Regions from separate parts of the Mus musculus genome. Here regions 1 and 2 are each linked to region 3. The links are chromatin contacts, called in public Hi-C maps. All regions are on one chromosome and are shown on one strand. The core of a region is the stretch at or near the end of the contact, and the rest is flanking DNA. Distances in the headings are between cores, read along the strand shown. Region 1 overlaps Gm46505 (a long non-coding RNA gene). Region 2 has its middle 4.3 kb from the start of Gm25093. Region 3 has its middle 97 kb from the start of Tmem74.

Region 1 (2,700 bases), core at 185-2,684, 790 kb before region 3:
AGGCTTTACATGTAGTTTCCCTATGGGTTGGTTCCCTGTTCCACATGCTTTCAGGTTTCCTGTTTATTCTGTTCGCACTTACTATTCTCAAGGACAACTTTCTGTTTAAGATCTGTCCTTTAGCTTGCGCTGAGAGTCGCGAAGACTAAAACTGGCATATAGAGACTCTTTACTTTTGCCTCATATACAAATCAACTCGGCTTATTTTACTCTCTCCATTGATATCCTACCCTACATCATTCTTGGCGCCCACTGAGACAACTCAAACAGCATCTTTTCCTGTCTCACTGCCTTGCCTTGTTTCTTCCAATCCACAGAGAAGTCACACTGACCTTATATCCCCTCCTTGCACAAAAGGGGTGCTACGTCCTTTTGCAGCTTCACACCTGACCAGCATCTACCACTGTCATCTCAGTACTCAAGCCTTTTGCCTCACACCAGCTCCAGACACACCAGCTTCTTTTCTGATCTTCTCTGTTTTACCACCTCTGCTCATGCTGCTCACGATCTTCTTGCCTCAGATTCTCTAGTGCTTGGATTTCCTGTAGGCACACCACTCCTAGTTCATTAATTTGTTCTGAAAGTCTAAAAATAGCATTGCTATCCTGTTGGTTTATTTTTACTTAAAATCAAGTCTCCTGCCATGCAGCTTAATCATATATTTTGTCAAAGTATTTGACATCCCAGAAGATGTTCTTACACACACTAAAAATTCTGACTCTTCCATAGGCATATACCCAAAGCCAATCAGTAGAAGCTCCTGGGTCCCTTGTGGATTATTGCAAACTCATTATGTAGAAATTGCAATAACAAAGACATTGACCCTAAAGTGCCCAGGAAAGTGGCATACTTCCATTTGTGTCTTGCAGCCTCTCTGGGCTCTGCCTATAATGCAATCATGTTTACATAAGGATTAGTTCTAGTGACAAGTGTCTGGGTTTTCATTTAGGGCTGAACAGGACTCACTCCACCACAAAGAACCACTGGATCATAGAGAGTGTGTTCTTTTAATTTTCTTCCATAAACAGACAAAAATTGAAATCAGCTGTCAGCAAAGTCCAAATTAAAGAGCTGAGCATCAGAGTCACCACTGAATCGAGATCAGTTTTTAGGCTGGAGTAGTGGGGGTTTAGATTTTTGAATTTCCAATAAAAATATATTGTTAGGTACAAAGTGAAGATTTCATTTTAACTGGGGTTTAAATACACTGTGCATTGTTTGCTTTTCAAAAATTGAATTTAGCTTGAAACTAATATCATTCAAAAAAAAACAGACCTTCCCTTGCTTAAATGTTGTACATGATCTCAAAGCATAATGCAATAAATGTGCAATTCCTCACCATCCCTAATATGATTATAGCGGATACAGCTCCGTCTGCTCAGCTTGCAGGCTGTGACTCTCCTTGATGTGGCTCAGAATAAACTGCTAATGCTTCTAATGATTTCAATGATTACTCTAATTCTGTCCTAGCAGGGTTTTCTTTCTTTCATTGTTTCACAGTGACATTGATGCTGAGAACATGTCCATCCGCTATGACAATACTTTGCAACTGTGATTAGAATGTAAGCAAAATGTTCAGCTTGGAACTTCAGATAATTCAATAAATAGGATACAAATTATTCATGTCTATTAAGGTAAACGTAGACATCTGTGGTTATGTGCAATGCTGGGTAATTAGGTTATCATAGGCATGAATGTAATTAGGGGACAATGTGGCATGGTAGGGAAAGCAATCCTAGTTGTAAGTCAGATCAGGATCTGAATTGTGACATACCTTCCCAAGAGTGCAGTATTAATGTTTTTGAATTTTAATTCTATTTTTAAAATAGGTACATTAATATTTCATATGGTTGTTTTAAATGTGTAATTTGATCGTGTACATTACATGCTTACCATGAAGACATGCCTATTGAAAGTTCTCAACTATACAATTGTTCTAACAATTTCACCAGTTAAACTCAGCAACAGATTGTTCAGTTTGCTATGTGTCCAGCTCTAAGAGCTACAAAAAAACAGTATGAAATAATGTTCATGGCTTGAAAGTCTAGTTGTTAGCTTTAATTTTGGCAACTCTAGTTCCTGAAACAAGCAATTTGTTACAAGTTGGGAAAGGCCTGCATAGAGAGGAAGGAAGATGAGAGCTATAAGGGGCTAGAGAAGAAGAGAACAATGTAGCAGGATATCTGATCATACTGTGAACCTCCAGATTGTACACTGGAAAAATCTCTAGGTGTGGTGTGGCTCAGCCCTAGAACACACCTTTAATCAAAGAGCTTATTGTAAAGAAGATTGAATAAAGTCAACCATACGTCAAGAGGCAGAGCAAATAATCAGTTGACATAGGGATGGGGAAAGGAAGCACAAAATGTGAGAGGAAATCAGGAGAACAGATAATGAGATGCACAGGAAGTAGAAAGGAGGGACATTTGGCTTGGAGGGTTTTAAAGGGAGTATGGAAAAGAACTGTTGTTGTTGTTGTTGGTGGTGGTGGTGGTGGTGGTGGTGGTGGTGGTTTGGTTTGGTTTGGTTTGGTTTGGTTTGGTTTGGTTTGGTTTGGTTTGGTTCGGTTTGGTTTGGTTTGGGTATTTTCCCCTTCTGGGTTGAAGAAGGTTAGCTCGTTTTTTTCTCTGCCTCTCTGGACTAACAGGCTTTCATCAAAGCATCCTGAGTCTTCATTTGGTAAAACCAAATGTTTGGGAT
Region 2 (2,700 bases), core at 145-2,644, 590 kb after region 3:
AATTAGGGGCCGGGGCAAAGCAATGGGTAGAGGGAAGGATGTTTGGACGGGGAGAGCTATGTGATCCACTGGAGATGGGTGCAGGAGGGAAAAGGAGGCTTGTGTTCTGTTGCAGAGCTAGGGATGAGACATGGGGAATTTATCTGTAGGAGGAGAGGGAGGGGTGAAGATCTGCAATTAGCCCGCCTGCTTCCCTGCTTAGTGGCCCGTGGTTCTCATGGAGTGCCTGCTAGAGTTTTGGCCTGGGATAATACAGTAAGTAGAGAGAGGGAGGTTAGGACAGTAGGATCTACGTGGTCTATTGATGCGAATTGAAGAGAGGCTGCAGCAGATATTCTAGGAATGACCAGGGGACTGGATTTGGAGGGGCAGAAGTGGTGATGGTCTGCAGTTAGCCTACTTGTTTCCATGGTTGCAATGGTCTGTGTGGACCAGAAAGTACCAGTTGCAGTTGGAATGTGGCAGAGATTAGGAGGTAACATGTGTGATATGCTTGAGATGTAGACAGGGGGTACTGGAGGCTCCATGAGTTTCTGAGTTATCTGCTGCAGAGTGAGGGATGAGCCTGGGGATTGGGATTAAAGGAATGGAGGAAGAGGTGAATATCTGGTGTTAGCCTATCTGTATCCCAGACTTGAGTGGCCTGTAAGTTTACAGAGACTGTCTACTGGATAATATTAGTAGGGGAATATGTATAGGATCCATTGGAGATGGGATCAGGGGAGGCATAGGAGGCTGCAGCAGGTGTTCTGCTACAGAGCTGGGACGAGAACTCTTAAACGCGTTCTCACGACCGGCCAGGAAGAACACAACAAACCAGAATCTTCTGCGGCAAAACTTTATTGCTTACATCTTCAGGAGCAGGAGCGCAAGCCCCAAGCCCCAAAAACGAAAGGCCCCCCGCTTACATCTTTAGGAGCCAGAGCGCCAGCGCGCCAGAGCGCCAGAGCGCAGAGCAAGAGCTCTATTGTTTACATCTTTAGGAGCAAGTGAGCAAGAACCAGAGCCAGAGAGCAAAAGCGCAAGAGCGCAAGCAAGAGAGAGAATGGCGGAAACCCCGTCCCCTTTAAGGAGAATTATCCTCCGCCTAGGACGCATCACTCCCTGATTGGCTGCAGCCCATGGCCGAGTTGACGTCATGGGAAAGGCAGAGTACATGTAGTGGAAAAATACCCTTGGCACATGCGCAGATTATTTGTTTACCACTTAGAACACAGCTGTCAGCGCCATCTTGTGACGGCGAATGTGGGGGCGGCTCCCAACAGAGACTAAGGGATTTGATTTGGAGGAAGAGAAGGAGAAGTAAAGGCCTGCAATTAGGGTACCTGCCAGAGTGGCCTGTGGGTTCCCAGGAGGGGCCTGCTGGTGTTGAGGACTAGGATGAAGCAACAACATGGGTCTGGGAGGCTACAGGAAAATATCTGTGGGTTCGCTAGAGATCGAGTGGGATAAGACTGCCACGGTGTTCTGCTACAGAGCAAGGGCTGAGACTGGGACTTGGAGGGTTGGAAGGGGAAGTGACAATCTGGTTACCCTGCCAGCTTCCCTAACCAGTCTGTATAATTGCTTTTTAATATTTGTTCTAGACATTATAATGTATCATCCTAAGTATGAGTTTTAGCAATCTTGTAAGAAATGTACACATAGGTACATTACTCTGCTAAGTGCTGTATCATTCAGGGACTGACCAGGAAACATAATCGGTTGAGGATTTAAAACAAATTTGACATCAGAAAACTTCATCCAGGTCTATTTTGACCCAAAGTCTCTAAAAGCTTTCTTAGAAAAGCTTTATAAGATCATAGCTGGCCTTTTGGGTTCTAAATCCCAAAGAAGAATTTTAGGGACGGCTAACATCCTTCTAAAAAATAAATAGGCAAATAGTCTAAGTCAAAAAAGATAATGGCACAATGCACAGTTACACCGAGAGCCTGGCTGCAGGCCATGAACCTTTCTATTAAACAAAACAATTTTGCTCTATCTTCTTACATAAATCATTATTGTTCTGCTTAATGGGGCTGCTATAAACTCAATAACCTGAAGGATTTGCAAACATTTTAATGAAAAATACACTGGCATTTTAGAGGAAAGTAATTTGGCCCAGAGAGAGACAGTTTGGATACAGGAGAGATTTATCCTAGGTAATCAACCATGAGCTCTGTTACCTGGGTGATCTAACACATTAGCAAAGATGAATTTATGTGATAAGTTGCTGCAAGCAAAATACAGAACCAGAAGATAAGTAGCAGGGCTCCGGAGATGTCTACATTACACAGGATGCTAAGTGGAGAAGAGCATTGATGCGCTGTGCTGTGAAGCAGAGGCCACCTTGCGAACAGTGGATTGCTAGGGGAGCTTTTCTGGGTTTGCTGTTGGAAACCTGTTAACATCACTAAATCCTGCAAGTGTATCCATGGTTTAATAATGTGAAAAACTTTCCTTCTTGAGTGCTTAAAAAGCAGGTGTTCATGTACTAGTATTTATAATAACGTGCCATATACTTGATGGTTACAGTTATCTTACTTGGAGTCAAGTGAGAGTTGGATTTATGTATGTGTGTGTTTGTGTGTGTTAGCTTTAGAGTTTTTGTTGCTGCTTATTGTGGACACAAGCTAGGCTCAGAATTCTTCTATGAGCTTTGCTTGACCACTTAAAATCAGGTAAAACAGAAATTGCAGCCGAGCTACTGGAAAGCCTTGT
Region 3 (2,700 bases), core at 116-2,615:
AGATTAATTTTGACACTCAGGCCTAGCATTGCTTTGGCATTTGTCTTACTTTGCTGTGAAGAGACACCATGACCAAAGCACCTTTTATAAGGCAAACATTTAATTGGAGTTGGCTTAGTTTCAGACATTCAGTCCAGTAGCACCAAGGAGGTAAGAATGGCAGGATGTAGGCAGACATGGTACAGGAGTAGTAGCTGAGAGATCTATATCTGAATCCACAGGCAGGAGCATGAGTCTGTCTTTTTCAGGCAGCCAGGAGAAGGCTCTGTCTGAATTGACAAAGCTTGAGCATAGGCCCTCAAAGCCTGCCTACACAGTGACCCCTCCTCCAACAAGGCCACACCTCCTAATAGTGCTGCTTCCTATAGGCCAAGCATATTCACACTACCACAGCATTACAATATACCTTTGTTATATGAATAATTGCAGTCTCCTTGTTTCAAGATCATATATGCAATATACTTTTGTATTTCTGTCTATAACATCTACAGGATCTTGAGGTACCTGGGACATAGGATGGATGATGTTGAGGATGATGATGATGGTGATATGGTGGTGATTGTGGTGGTGGTGATGGTGGTGGTGGTGGTGGTGGTGTGGGTTGGGGGTGGTAGAGGTGATGGGAGTTTATATTCCTCCCCCAAACATTTGCTTCCATTGCGTTGTGTTTTTCTGTGCAATATCTATGCCTTGTCTACTCCTGATGATTATGTTCTTGGTTTATCTGCATGTGAATCACTATTCACCTTCATACCACTGCCATGGCCAAGGCCTTGATTAGAATGGGTTATGACATTTGAATTGTGGAGGACCCCATGTAAGTTCTCATGTTACTATGCTTTCACATGATGAGATCAGGTCATCTGTGCTCGTAGGTATTCTTATCTAAAACTAGATCTACCTATCTCATAGTGCTAAGTCTACGCTAACAAAGGTGAAAGTACAGTGGCCTAGGACAGAGAACTGACACATTGTGATCAGAGCTGTTGGGTCTGTGGTGCAGTAAGTTAATTTAACCCCTAGAGGGTGCTATGAGCGAGTAAGAATCCAAGGAGCTGATGAAATATATGGTGTTTTTCTCTTGGATTCTGTTTTTAGCAAAACTGATTATGGGGTGGTTTAAATTGCACAGATTCATTGCCATGTGACATTATGTATGCATTCATTAAATTGTGAAGCAGAACATTAATTTAGGTTCAGTCTGGGTTAACAATAATTTGAATTATTTCACAAAATGTTCTTAATGTCCTTGGCAATATTGGAAAATTAAAATAATTTCACATACCACAGTAACCTTCAGTGACTGACCAAATTTGTAAAGCCCATAACTTATGATATTTATATATCATATATATGAATATGAATTTGATTACCCTAAAATAGGCAAGGCAGCAATCACTTTGGATCTTACAAACCATAACCTTTCAGAGAAATTAATTCTTCCTGGGACAAAGATTGCTGAAGCAATAAACTATAAATGGCTTTTACGGAAGCAAATCCAAGCAGAAGAGAGTTACAATTAACATCAGAACTCCAGATAAATCAGAGCAGCCCTGATTTCATTTTCAGCTTATTGAAAATATGCAATAAGAAAGATGTAACACTCAACATAAAATCTAAGATCTAAGATTAATGGGTAATGGGGAGGGATATAAAAGGACAATGATATGAAATTTATTCTTTACATAGTCTCCAAAATGGTTTTCCTGAAAAAATTACTGAATTTGATTTTTAAAAAGCAATTGTATATGATCTATTTTCTAAGTGAAGGGAATGATTTTGTGTTTCATTGTGAACGTATCTTACAAAGCATTTGATACCTTTAATAAGTTCTCATTAGCATAATGAGGTGTTGTCCTGAGTTTGAGCTTCATAGCAGTGCTCACCCTTTCCCTAACATGTCGGTGTAGAAAGTGAATTTGTTTGGAGACTGTGTTCACTGGACATTCCCTTCTCTCCATTCTTGACTTCAGTCAACCCTCCCTGTAGGCTTTAGGGAGAGTATGAATATCCTCTTCTCTTCTTTGGGAAAACTCAACTATTCTATGGACTGCCCTTGTGTGCCATGGTTTCCTTTTCAGTAACTCAGCACACACAGTCTGTTTTAGTTATTAATAGAGTCTAGACTTCATGTGTGAACACTGCCTAAACTTTACTTTCTCTGGTGTCCTGAGAACCTATTTGGGTGTTGCATAACTATTATGAGTGAAATCCGATTTTTGATGGCAAGGGAGTCAGTGGTGCTTTGTACCATATACCTTCTTCACTATGGAAGATGAGGATGCTAACACTAATGATGCTGATTGAAGTGTATAGGTGACTCCATTAACAAAATTAAGACATTAATATATCATTTCCTCTCTTTCCAGAAATGTTACTTATTTTTATGGTCCATTAAAATCTGTGTATAAATTTTTAGGAAAATGAAGGACATGTTTAAGTTACTTATGTTTACATAGACTCATTTAGTCTATTGCTATGAAAGGATGTCATGACTGGGGCAACTTATGCAAGAGAACATTTAACTGGGCACTTGGTTATACCTTCAGAGAATTAGCCTATTATCATCATGTCAGGGAACATGGTACTGGCAGATAGGCATGGTGATGAACAAGTAACTGAGAGTTAGATCTGATTCTCCAGTAACAGCTGCAAGAGAGGGAGAGAGAGAGAGAGAGAAAGAGAGAGAGAGAGAGAGAG

Evidence for each region. Hi-C and Micro-C count contacts between places; a contact is called where the count stands out from the background.
Region 1: a contact with region 3 is called in a Hi-C map of the N1E-115 cell line, with 4 times the contacts expected there. The contact joins two enhancer-like sites. A contact is called at or near these places in 1 of 15 datasets of contacts at CTCF or cohesin (pro-B cells) and 6 of 484 Hi-C or Micro-C datasets (the N1E-115 cell line, brain, embryonic fibroblasts and 3 more).
Region 2: a Hi-C map of the N1E-115 cell line shows a contact between it and region 3, with 6 times the contacts expected there. The contact joins two enhancer-like sites.

What each region holds. Positions count from the first base shown.
Region 1 is chr15:42,978,112-42,980,811 of GRCm38.p6, forward strand. All of the region lies in intron 1 of Gm46505 (a long non-coding RNA gene), which reads right to left. Among named protein-coding and RNA genes, the nearest start is that of Gm46505, 3.8 kb to the right of the region's middle. Within about 2 kb of position 1,435, at least 3 of the 459 cell types and tissues checked have an H3K27ac peak or open chromatin away from gene starts, as enhancers often do. A contact at or near this core is called in the N1E-115 cell line, where this site is marked.
Region 2 is chr15:44,358,462-44,361,161 of GRCm38.p6, forward strand. No RefSeq gene overlaps it. Among named protein-coding and RNA genes, the nearest start is that of Gm25093, 4.3 kb to the right of the region's middle. Within about 2 kb of position 1,395, at least 2 of the 459 cell types and tissues checked have an H3K27ac peak or open chromatin away from gene starts, as enhancers often do. A contact at or near this core is called in the N1E-115 cell line, where this site is marked.
Region 3 is chr15:43,771,951-43,774,650 of GRCm38.p6, forward strand. No RefSeq gene overlaps it. Among named protein-coding and RNA genes, the nearest start is that of Tmem74, 97 kb to the right of the region's middle. Within about 2 kb of position 1,366, at least 4 of the 459 cell types and tissues checked have an H3K27ac peak or open chromatin away from gene starts, as enhancers often do. A contact at or near this core is called in the N1E-115 cell line, where this site is marked.